Linked DNA regions of Mus musculus: regions 1 and 2 are each linked to region 3. A link is a contact called in public HiChIP or PLAC-seq data. All regions are on one chromosome and are shown on one strand. The core of a region is the stretch at or near the end of the contact, and the rest is flanking DNA. Distances in the headings are between cores, read along the strand shown.

Region 1 (3,853 bases), core at 403-2,902, 59 kb after region 3:
TTCCCCCACCTTCCTCTTGCTCAGCTTCAAAGGATGCTAAAAGCATATCCCTCTTCTGCATATCATATCACTCCCCCTGCGTTACAGACCCACCAAATCCGATGCCCTCTGGCAAATGGATGTCACCCACGTTCCCCAATTGGGCTGCCAAAAAATACATCTTCATCACTGTTGACACAAACTTTCATTTCATACAGGCTACAGGCCAGTATGAAATGTCACTGCCAGTCAGGCTCTGGTTCAGTATCAAACCATTCCTAACACAGGCGTTGACTATGACGATACTGCTCCTTTATAAAACAAACAGGAGGGGCTGTGAGACCCTAATGGCCTAGGGTTACAGAGGAAGGGTCGAGAGAACTTCAACAATGGATATCTCAAACATGAGGCTGCCAGGAGTTGGCCATCTGCCTCCTCCCAACCTGACACCATAAACCCGGCTCCCTGACCATCAACTCTTGTAAGAATTTATTACCCTGCCAGTTACCTGGCTTCACTACCTTGTTTAACCTTAAAAGGTTCCCCTCCCCACCACCTACAAGCCCCTGAGAATGTAGATGAAGCATCTTCAAACACCCCTGCCAGCGGTACACAGCCACACAGACCTGGCCCCAGAGACCCCGACCACCTCTTCACGGGCATAAATAATACCATATCCCTCAATAAGTGGAGCCAGTTCTCCGAAGCTGTTCCCAGGTGTTGTTCATTACCCCTCCCCCCACACACTGCTTACTGTAATCCTGCCCTGCGCTCACCCACACCTGGCTAGGCTTCCCTCCCTCCAGTCCAGCTTGGTGTGCCATGGCCTGTCTACCCCAAAAGGGAAGCAGACACTGGGCACCTATGCATGTATGTACAAATCCCCATACATGTACACTTACATACATCCCAATACCCATGCATAGGATCATATCTGCCCATGTAATACATATATGCATGCACATACACTTCTGTACACACATGCAGTTCATACATATGTGCATGCACACAACATACCAACACACACACACGTATACACACAAACATGCGTGCACATGTGTGCACACACGAGTGTCACCAGTCTGCCTGGTGTTCCAAGTAACATAAGCTAAAGATATGATGTTGGCTCCATCCGGATGTCCCAGAGGTTGGACTCCTAGGCCAGAGTTGGTACCTCTCCTACACTGCTCACAAATTCTGCATCCCTCAGACACTCGTGAGAATTTGATGTCTGTAGTTGGCATCTCCGAGCCAAAAAAGATAAAGAGTGAGAGGCAGGTGTGGCGGAGAGCTTGAGCCCCGATGACAAGAGGCTGGAGGAAGCAAGGCTGAGCAGTTTCCTAACAGCGTTGGTCTCTGTGTCATTGCCAAAGGAGCAGTGGGTGGAAGGACTCCTGGCTGCAGATGCAGTGTGACCAGATGCCTCACGCTCTGTCTCTGTGTCTATACTTTATCTGGAACTGTGAGTCAGCATAGCCCCTCCTGTAAGCTGCTCTTGGAAGGTGTTTTGGTAAGGACAATGATAAAAGGAATAGATACAGTTACGAAATTCTTACATGGAAGGCTCTGGCCAGCTCCTCTCTGCTGCATTTGCAAGCTTCCCCGGGCGGCAGAGCAGCGACGGTCTTTTCTCTCTCGATAGCTTTCAGCTCGCACTGTTCATCAATCTGTGGAGAGAACAGCGTGGCGGGTGAGCACAGGACATCTTGCTAGGAGGGCTCTGGTAAAGCAGGGCACACATATGCAAAGTGAGTATTCATCCAATACAGCCGCCAACCCACGTCTGCTTCTACATCAGGAGACAGGCAGCTTCAGTCCCCAATCTCCCTCTCCAACCACCCAAAGTAGTTTTTCCAACGTGAGCTCTACAGAGACAGCCGTGTGCCCAGCATCTTCTGCCCGTGCTTTCTCTCCACATTGGTGACAGTGTGCAGGATGACTGCTCTTTCTACAGGTGCTCAGATCTCCTCAGCACGGATAGATTCAGCTCCCAGCCATTCTGCTAGGGGCAGGCGGGGTTTCTTTATAGTCATTGGCTATTACTGGCACGTCTGTCTGGAAATAACCTTTGTCTGTTGTTATTATCATGTTTCTGTGTGTATGGTATGTGTGTGATAGTGTTGTATGAGTACGTGTGGTGTTGTATGTATGCGCAGTATGCGGATGGTATGTTATTATATTCTAGTGTGTGTATGGTATGTGTGTGGTGGTGGTGTATGAGTACGCGTGTTGTTGTTTGTGTGTATGGTGTGTGTATGGTATGTTTTCATTATTATATTCTAGTGTGTGTATGGTATGTATGTGGTAGCATTGTATGACTATGTATGTTGTTGTATGTGTGTATGGTATATGTATGGCGGGTTGTTATATTTTAGGGTGTGTATGGTATGTGGGTGGTGTTATGTATGTGTTCTGTGCACATACATATGGTCAACATGTATGTGTATAGTATGTGCATATATGTAGTTAACATGTGGGATTTTCATCATTGTGTTCAGGTTTTTTTTAAGAGACAGGGTCTCTCACTGAACCAAGGATTCACCTGTTGGCAAAACTAGCTGGCCCCTGAACCCTGAGACTCCACCTGGCTCTGCACACTGGTGCCCGGGTTAGGTTACAGATGTATTCCACATGTGTACTACCATACTCATGTCTGTGTGGGCCTGGGGACCATGCTCAGATCCTCATGTCTGTGCATCAGAGCACTTTGCCGTCTCAATGATCTGACCAGCTGCATGAAACAACCTCTTTAGCAGGGTTAGGGTGACATTTGACATGACCTCACGGTGGGAATCCAGGTTAAGCATAAACTGTAGAGAGTGCCCCCTGTGGCAATATGTGGTATCACACCCTAGTTCTACAAGCTTTTCTAAATAATTCCAGGAAACGGGTAGAGGCCACCTGTTAGGTTCTCCAGGGCTGAGATCTGTGCCCAGACCCCAAGGCACATCAAATGCCCAGAGGCCCGGGACACTGCGACAACAGACAGACCTCAGCGCCAGGGCACATCAAGATGTTTACAGCGCTCTTCCCAGAATGCTGACACGGGGACATGATATCATCTCTTCCTTCTCAGGCCGTCACTGGGAACTGGGAAGGAGGAAGGGAAGAGGTGGTGGCATCTTCCTTCAGCTGAGGTGGAATCCAAGTTCCTCGTCCTTTCTCTCCAAGGCAGCACCCCAAGCAAGAGTTAGCACCTGACAGCCCATTTGTTATAGGGACCAGCAACCACATTCACCTCTGGGATTCTGCGTCTGGTATCAGAAACCAGAGCCTGGCGGTAAGGACACAGCTCCTCGCCAGGCTCTGTGGTCCCCGGAATGCCTCCATGCCAATAATGAGCTTGGTGCAGATTCCCTCTACAGAGAAATATGTGCCACTGGACTGTTGGCTCTAGTCCTGCAGTGCCCATCCAAGCTCCTTACACTTGCTCCTGTCGCATGGGAAGACAGCCCTGGTGTGAGCACACCCGTGCCTCTCCCTCTGGCTAAGCCACACTCACTTTCCAAATGCAGTATCCTGTGACCTTGAAACATCATGTGTGTTCACACACATACATACACACACACACATATACATACATATAGACAGACATACATATATACATACATACACACACAAATACACATATATACAAATACTCCCATACAATCAAAGGCATACACAGACATATATACATGTGCACACACAAATACATACACATACCTCACACACAGGCTTGGTGACACTTAGATCCTGGCTGCTATCAGACACACCCATGTCTCATGACCTGGCTATGGTAACTGACACTCCCTCAGATGTCTGTCCCCATTCTGTGTCCTGTTCCACCCCACCCCCACCCCACCCCTGTCTGCTCCCCTTGACCCCTCCTCCC
Region 2 (3,426 bases), core at 241-2,740, 35 kb before region 3:
GTATGGGAGATGCAGAAGGTTCCTGGAGTCAGGTAGGGTGTGGGGATAGGTGTTAGCTAAAGACTGGGAGTGACTGCCATTGGTCCAACCACATGAAGTCCTCACCGTGGTCCAAGGGGTAGGAATGATTTCCTAGGCTTTACCATATTCCTGCTGGGGGGGATGTGAGTCTGCACACACCCCTGACTTCAGCTGGGCAGTGTGGTCTCTTGTGGGGTGAGGAGAACAGAGCCAGGTTCATCAGCCCCGAGCCAGGCTCGTGGCGAGCAAGGCCGCAGTCTGACTGATTGTTGATGAGAGACATCAGCCCGTAGCGAAGACCCAGGCTCTGTCTCGGAACCACAGTATGGCTTGGGCTCCAGTGGCCTCAGAAATGCTAGCTGCCTGCCTTGGTCACTTGGAGGGAAAACCATTCAACCCAAGATGAGGGACTCTTGATTCTGCCTTCTAACTTTGAGGTTCCCCAGAACAGCAGGAGTGGAAGGTCGTGACCTGGGGGGTGGGGATGGGGAGGCTGGAACGTGTGATCGGCACCCCCACACTGCTCTCCCACAGTAATAGTCCCAGAGGATCCGTCTCTGGCCTCTGCAGGCAGCAACTATAAAAAACGAATCTGCAGACAAAGTTGTCTTCTGTGGCAGCAGAGAGGAGAGAATGTCCCGTGTGGCTGACCCCACGTGGCTGTTCTGTCAACTTTGGAGACTTGGAAGCATTCGCTTCATGGCGATTTGGTTTTAAATGTGCCTCAAGGTTCGAGGTGTTTTTTTTTTTTTTTTAAGTTTGGGACAGTGAATATGTGTGCACGTACGTGGTGTATCTCTGGTAGAGTATAGACGATTTTGCCTATTTACATTTCTTGCTCTGTACCATTCACTAGTCTGATCTCCTTTTTGAGACGGAGTCACATGTACTAACTTTGTGTGGGGATTTGTGCACACCACAGCAGCATGTGGAGTCTGGACAGCGTGCAGGGGCTGGCCTCTCCTTTCATGGGGGGGGGGGGGGGGCGGGGCAGGGCGGGGATCTGAGATCATCAGGCTTCGAGACGAGTGCCTTTACCTTCTGAGCCATCTCCCCACCCAGTCTCGAATTTCTGATCCTCTTCTCTCTGGGATTACAGGCCTGCGCCAACACGCCAGGTTTATGAAGTGCTGGGGCTTGAACCCAGGGCTCTGTGCACGCTAGGCATGCCCTCCGCCAGCTGAGCCACGTGCACAGCCCCTGTTTGTTTGTTGAGACAGAGTTTTGCTATGTAACACAAACTGGCTTCAGACTGGTGGGCAGTCAGTCTCCTGCTCTCTGGGCTTGCATCCCACACTGCCTGGTTGTAGTGTGACCACGGGACAGCTCTTGTGGTTTTAGCCATAGCTGCACCCAGCCCTTAGAACTTCCCTTTAGATTTCTTAGTCCTTATCTTGTCTTCCTAAACTCTTGTTCCTGACCCAGACTTCAGGTTCTTCTTTACATTGCCATATAAGGCTGTCAAACAAGCAGAGGACTTTGAACTTCCTCTTAGGCTTCTTGCCCCATTGACTTCCTTGCTGGGGCACCCGCGCCCCTCCCCCGTGCCGCTGGCCTGGGAGTTGAGACACAACTCTCTATTCTCTTTCCAGACCTGGGGTCCACTGCCTTCCATGGTCTGGGTCACATGCATAAGCTTAGCAGTGCTGGCCCTGGGGCTGCTGGGAAGGGTCTTTGAATTTGGGGCTGCATAAGGCTGTCTCAGCTCTGCCCCCAGGGCCTTATCGTAACCTGGTAAAAGGCTAATGTATTGAGGGTGGATTCAGTCAGATTGTGTGAGGCTTGCCTCTCTTGGCAAATATTAACCCCTCCTCCATATCCTGCCATGTCTTGGTGGCCTTGCTCATGGTATCTAGGAAGCCGAGAACGTGATCTTTCTGGTGCTATGGCGACTTTGCTGATTTTGGTTTTTATTGATGTAAAATCCATTTAATGTAAAAGTAAGCTCTTTAACCACCCCTCCCTAGTTCCAAAGCATTTTGCTCCCTTTCTTGATATCTACATATAGTAGTTGGGGGTGAGGACAGTGCTGGGGCTTGAACCCGCGCCCTCCTGCCTGCTAAGGTAAGCACTGAACTGAGCCACACTCCTGCTCTGAGGCTGTAGTCCCAGGTCTGTGACCTTGGGCAGGCATTGTGGTCTTCAGACTCTGTCTTGTTTGTAAAAGAAAAATAATCTTGATTGTCTTTGAGAATTTTTATCTTTTGGTTTTTCGAGACAGGGTTTCTTGTGTAGCCCTGGCTGTCCTGGAACTCGCTCTGTAGACCAGGCTGGCCTCGAATCCCAGAGAGCCACCTGTCTTTGCCTCCTGAGTGCTGGGACTAAAGGCATATGCCACCAGTTCCTGGTGTCTTTTGGAATCTGAAAAGCTGCCATTGGGCTGGTGTGGGGCAGAGTGAGCTGCTCTTCTGACCCCTGCTGGCTTGCAGTCACCTCCACGAACTGTGCAGTTTTACCACAATGCGTCTTAGATGACATCTGCCGTTTCCTGTTTTGTCTCCCACCCCTGGTCACCTCTGGTCTGCTTTCTCTGTGGATTTGCCTTTTTTGGACATTTCCTGTCAGAGGAACCAGACAGTGGGTGGCTCTTCATGTCTGTCTGTTTTTGCCCATGTTCAGGGATTTGTTCGCCCATGTTGCACCGGGCATTAGAATTTCATCGATGACTAATTAATGCGTCACCATTTGGAACGTCCATGCATTGAGGGTCTGCCTTACCCTCTCTTCTCATCTGATGGCTAGCTACCTGGGGTGCTTGGCTGTTTGGGGTGAATCACGTAGCTGTGAAGTCTGGGCATGTGTGTCTGTGCCCGGGTGATTTCATTTCTCTCAGGCAGAGCTTTCAGTGTCCAGCCCTAGGGTCATAGTTGCAGTTTTCCATATTTTGACACTGTAGCTTGGTCTCAGTACCACAGCACAGTGTGTGTGTGTGTGTGTGTGTGTGTGTGTGTGTGTGTGTGTGTGTAGCGATTATGGTGTCATAGGCCTGGGGATGTTGCTCAGTGGTAGAGTGCTTGCTTGCCTAAGACTAGGGCCTGAGCTCCTTCTCCTAGTACTGATGCAGGTGTGGGAGTACGATGTGCAGTGTTGAGGAGCATGCCTGTGGGGTGTGTGTGTGTGTGTGTGTGTGCGCGTGTGTGTACCTCTTACCGTACAGGCTTTTGTTGGCCTTAAATTTCTATTATCTGAGGCTGGCTATGAACTCCCACGCCTCCTGCCTCCATCTCCCTAGTACTGGCTTTACAGGTAGGTATGCCACCCTCGGCTCTTTTATGTGGATAATTTCCCAACCTTTGGACTCGTGTGCATCCTGCAGCTTTCTTTGTCTTCCCTTGAGATTTTCTTGGTTTTTATTGTGCCTCATAATCCGCATATAAAATGACGTAATTCTCACGGTTCAGTGTT
Region 3 (3,765 bases), core at 692-3,191:
AGGCACCCACAAGGTGGAAGGAGAGATTCAACTCCCACGAGCTGTCCTCTGACATACATGCTGTGGCATATGATGTGACAGTAGCTACGAGCTCCAAAAATCCAAACCCACAGAGCATTCCCTTCTCTGGAAATGACTGCCAACCCACCATGTCATGTTACAATGGAAAGAGCCCTCAGTTTGGCACCAGGACTGCCTCTGTCCCAGCTGTGTGTTCCTGGGAAAATCACTTAACCGCTCTGAACCCTAACTCAGCATAGGGCCCTGGCTTCCCATTATGAAAGGCCTGGAAAGGTGGTTGAGCCGTGACAGGGAAAGTAGCATGCTTGGATGAACTCTCAACCCTAGACATCCAATTGGATCTTTATAACCTAACTGGTTTCTTGCTAGAAGCCCCTGAACCTCAGCTCCTCTCCATGTCACTCGCCCAACCTGCAGCATATATCCACAGCCACACCTCCGTCCTACCCTCTCCCCTTAGTTTATACATGCCAGGTGGGAACTGAATGAAGGAGTAGGCACTAAGGGGAGGAAAGGAGCCTGACACATTTTCATATGTCACAGACTGGTGACCCATGATGCCCTGGAGGACTCAAAGGCTGTCCTGGCTGCCTCAGCCTCACTCCTCCATGATGGCCCTTGTAGCCCAACTTCAGCTCGAGGCTCTGCCCACTGACTGGTCGTTTTCCTAGGGGCTCATAGGAGGGTGGTGGTGGGGGATCAAGTCAATTCAAGGTGTCTTGGTGTTAAGATGGCCGTGGAATGTTGGGAACAAACGCTAGGTGGAGCTTGGCTGAGCGAAAGGCAGATGGCTTCTGGTGGACATGTGACTTCAATCCACTAGGGGGAGCTAGCTGCCCGTTTTCTTTTGCTGTCTCTCTTCTACTCGCCTTTTCAAAACTTCCACTCTCTGTATCCCAGGCTGGCCTGGAACTCACTGTGTAGACCAGGCTGGCCACAAACTTGCAGCAATGCCCCTGTCTAAGCCTCTTGAAGTGCTGAGATTACAGGTGTATGCCACTACACTCAGCCGGGCTGGTGTCACAATAATTAAATAATAATACTAATAATACTAATAATAATGTGTGGTGTTTTGCTTTATGTGCACCGTGTGTGCAATGTCTCTGGAGGCCAGAAGAGGGCGTCGGATCCCCTGGAACTGGAGTTACAAGCAGGCCTGAGCTGAAGTGTGGGTTCACCTGTGTCCTCTGTTAGAGCAGCAAGTGTTCTTAAGGACTCTGCCACCTCTCCGGCCTCTGGTGTCATTTTTCCAGCTACAATTTCAGACAGCAGCTTCTGTTACTTTGGGGGGTTGGGAGGAGTTCCTCTGTGCCACTCGGACGGTGGGGTTTGCAGGCAGCGACAGTGGGTTCGTCTCTGCTGAGAATTCTGGGACCTACCTCTGTTGTGTCTGTCTCCGACACCAGAAAAGGCCCGGTAGGGCTGATAGCAAGCTATCCCACTCCTGGGGACAAGACCGGCCGGCATCTGCTTCTGTGTGTCAAGTGCTCTATTGGCTAACGCAATGGACTTCAGGAGGTAAGGAGGTCAGATTTTCCACCCTAGTTCTGGGGGGCGAGTCCCAGCTCAGGCCTTCTGTTCACAGTGCCCCTGTTCCCAGCCTCCCACATTGCTCCCTTCTATCCGCTCCCTGCATTTAAACCCCCTGATCCGCTTCCAGCCCTTCAGCAGCTTCCTAGCACCTCCTAAAGCCCAAGTTCTCCTTCAGCCTTTGCAGAACCTGAGCAACTGTCAACCATCCCCAAGTGTTCCGCTGTTACAGGCTCAGTTCTTCGATCCCAGGCTCCGCCCACTCCCCGTGAACTACAATCCCATTGGTTAAGATCTGACTCGGGCTCCACCTCTCAGTAGCCCTTTTCCAATTGGTGCTCATGACCGTCCGTCAGCGCCGTTGCTAGGGAAAGGGCTGGGCGACCCGGGCAACCTTGCTGCCCAGGACGTACCGGAAGGAGCTCGGTCCCTGTAGACCAAGGCTGGTGAGCCGGAGGGAGGGAGCCCGGGCGAGGCTGGGCATAGCTCAAGGAAGGAAGGAAGACCTTCGGGGTGGCCTGAGCAGCCCCCAAGGAAGCTACTGTCTCAGGCTACTGTCAGAGAAGCAGAGAGTGCCTGGGATGGGGTGAAGCTGGGCTCTGAAGGGATCCGTGGGCCTGCCTTGTTTTCCGAGACGAACCCAATAGAGTTCCTTCAGAGGCAAGCTCAAAACCAATTTAGGGGGAGGCGAGGAAGGTGCCCTGGCCTGCACTCCTGAGGGGGGCTGGGACAGATGGAGGGCTGCCAGCTGCAGACCCAGTAGGCTCCAGGACTTGGACATGGGCTTGGTGTGGCTGTTCTGATGGGGTGTTGACCCCAGGAACCAGACAGTGTGTCACGATCTCTTGGAGGCCCCATGGGAAATTGTCCGAGGCACACTCCAGCCTGCCACCAGGAGCTTGGGGCTGCAAAGAGCTGGCTCGCCACATTCTTCGTGACACAAGGAGCCCTTTTTATTCTCCAGGGTCCATCTGTGTTTGTCTTTGGTTTCTGGAAAGCAGAACCAGGTGGCGATGTTAAACGATTCACCCAAGCTTATTAAAGCACGGCAAGCTAAACTCCTTTTAAGACCATGGGTTAGTGACTTGGTGATGGGACTTCACTGTTGGGGAGAGGGCCCCCTCCCGAAATGGATCACCTGGTTGGGGGGAGGAGGAAGGACGTGTTTAGCTATTAGGGGCAGTAGAGTGTTGAGGATAGACTGTTGCGGAGACTGGAATGTTCAAGGAAGCTCACTGGTGGGTTCAGGAGACTTGGATCTGGTCGGGCAAAGGCTTCCCCTTGATTGTGCCCAGGTGGGAAAGCCCATTGTTATACAAAAACTGTCTGGAATGGCCACCTGTGTATGGATTGAGACTGTAGAGCTCATAGGCCCTGTGTGGAGAATGGTCAGGGCTGTGGGTGACCTTTAAAGGGTCTCTCCACATCCCCCCCACCCCCCCACCCCCGCTTTCTGATAAGAAAAATGGCTTTGATCCTTGGCAAGTGTCTCTTTTGGGTCACAAGGCTGATACTCACTGCTACAAGTGACCTTACAGTCACTGAAAGATGTCTTCACCTAAGAAAGGTGGACATAGTTGCCAGGGGAAAGCTACCCCATGGACCAAGGTGTCCCCATGGAGGACAGAACCTGCCCCTGACACATGCAAGACCTTTCTCCGGGAAGCTGACAGATTGCTGGCCCCATGACAGAGCTTGCAGCCTAAAGGGAGAGCATGGGCCCCCCCGAGAATCATTCTTGCTGCAGCTGTGTGGAGACAGGCGGCCTTCCAGCTGTAGCGGCTGGGCTGGTACAGGGTGAAGAGCCATATTCTCAAGGTCTCTCCCCAGTCCTCCCTGAGCTGTGGGCTCCAAACCTGCCCTTCCCCTCCCCCTGCCTTCCTCACAGAGCAGCCAAGCTCTGGCTCTGTCCTGGCATCTGGTCCTGTCCTGTACTGCCCCTGGCTTGTTTACCATTCAAGGCTTGGTGTTTAGCATTTACTTTCTCAATCAATCTCTGCCCCCTCCACTGCTGTGGCTTAGTACTAGCAGGCCGTGGGGTATGCAGCTGGCATCACTGTGCAGGGGTGGTTCGTGCATAGTGGGGCAGGTAGTGCTGACCATGGGGATCTCGTGGGGTCAGGGTGGATTTAAGCCCTTGGGGGCTACTTAGGACCTGGTCGTGAATTAGCACTAGGAAACCCACAAAATGGAAGGAGAGGATGGCATCTACCT

The links. HiChIP or PLAC-seq counts read pairs in DNA pulled down with a chosen protein or histone mark.
Region 1: an H3K4me3 HiChIP or PLAC-seq map of bone marrow-derived macrophages shows a contact between it and region 3, with 2.5 times the contacts expected there. The contact joins the enhancer-like site here to the promoter of Meak7 in region 3. A contact is called at or near these places in 9 of 39 promoter capture datasets (the C10 cell line, the HPC-7 cell line, Sertoli cells and 6 more), 6 of 15 datasets of contacts at CTCF or cohesin (the NIH/3T3 cell line, hippocampal excitatory neurons, large pre-B cells and 2 more), 81 of 484 Hi-C or Micro-C datasets (the 63-12 cell line, the AML12 cell line, B cells and 58 more), 29 of 115 datasets of contacts at active chromatin or transcription factors (the 230-238 cell line, the SCID.adh cell line, T-cell acute lymphoblastic leukemia and 20 more) and 4 of 9 other capture datasets (adipose tissue, liver, macrophages and 1 more).
Region 2: an H3K27ac HiChIP or PLAC-seq map of the HPC-7 cell line shows a contact between it and region 3, with 6 times the contacts expected there. The contact joins the enhancer-like site here to the promoter of Meak7 in region 3. A contact is called at or near these places in 2 of 39 promoter capture datasets (embryonic stem cells and liver), 2 of 15 datasets of contacts at CTCF or cohesin (CD8 T cells and embryonic stem cells), 24 of 484 Hi-C or Micro-C datasets (CD4 T cells, CD8 T cells, the N1E-115 cell line and 16 more), 14 of 115 datasets of contacts at active chromatin or transcription factors (CD8 T cells, the HPC-7 cell line, the SCID.adh cell line and 9 more) and 3 of 9 other capture datasets (adipose tissue, liver and pancreatic islet).

Annotation. Positions count from the first base shown.
Region 1 is chr8:119,716,985-119,720,837 of GRCm38.p6, reverse strand. It overlaps Atp2c2 (ATPase, Ca++ transporting, type 2C, member 2), which reads right to left. Exons shown (of 27, transcript NM_026922.1): 2 at 1,536-1,646. Among named protein-coding and RNA genes, the nearest start is that of Atp2c2, 19 kb to the right of the region's middle. Within about 2 kb of position 1,652, at least 22 of the 459 cell types and tissues checked have an H3K27ac peak or open chromatin away from gene starts, as enhancers often do. A contact at or near this core is called in bone marrow-derived macrophages, cerebral cortex, erythroblasts and 2 more, where this site is marked.
Region 2 is chr8:119,811,180-119,814,605 of GRCm38.p6, reverse strand. The region is part of intron 3 of Cotl1 (coactosin-like 1 (Dictyostelium)); the gene reads left to right. Among named protein-coding and RNA genes, the nearest start is that of Cotl1, 28 kb to the left of the region's middle. Within about 2 kb of position 1,490, at least 163 of the 459 cell types and tissues checked have an H3K27ac peak or open chromatin away from gene starts, as enhancers often do. A contact at or near this core is called in CD8 T cells, the HPC-7 cell line, the SCID.adh cell line and 16 more, where this site is marked.
Region 3 is chr8:119,776,592-119,780,356 of GRCm38.p6, reverse strand. It overlaps Meak7 (MTOR associated protein, eak-7 homolog), which reads left to right and starts at 1,941. Exons shown (of 8, transcript NM_028883.2): 1 at 1,941-1,997.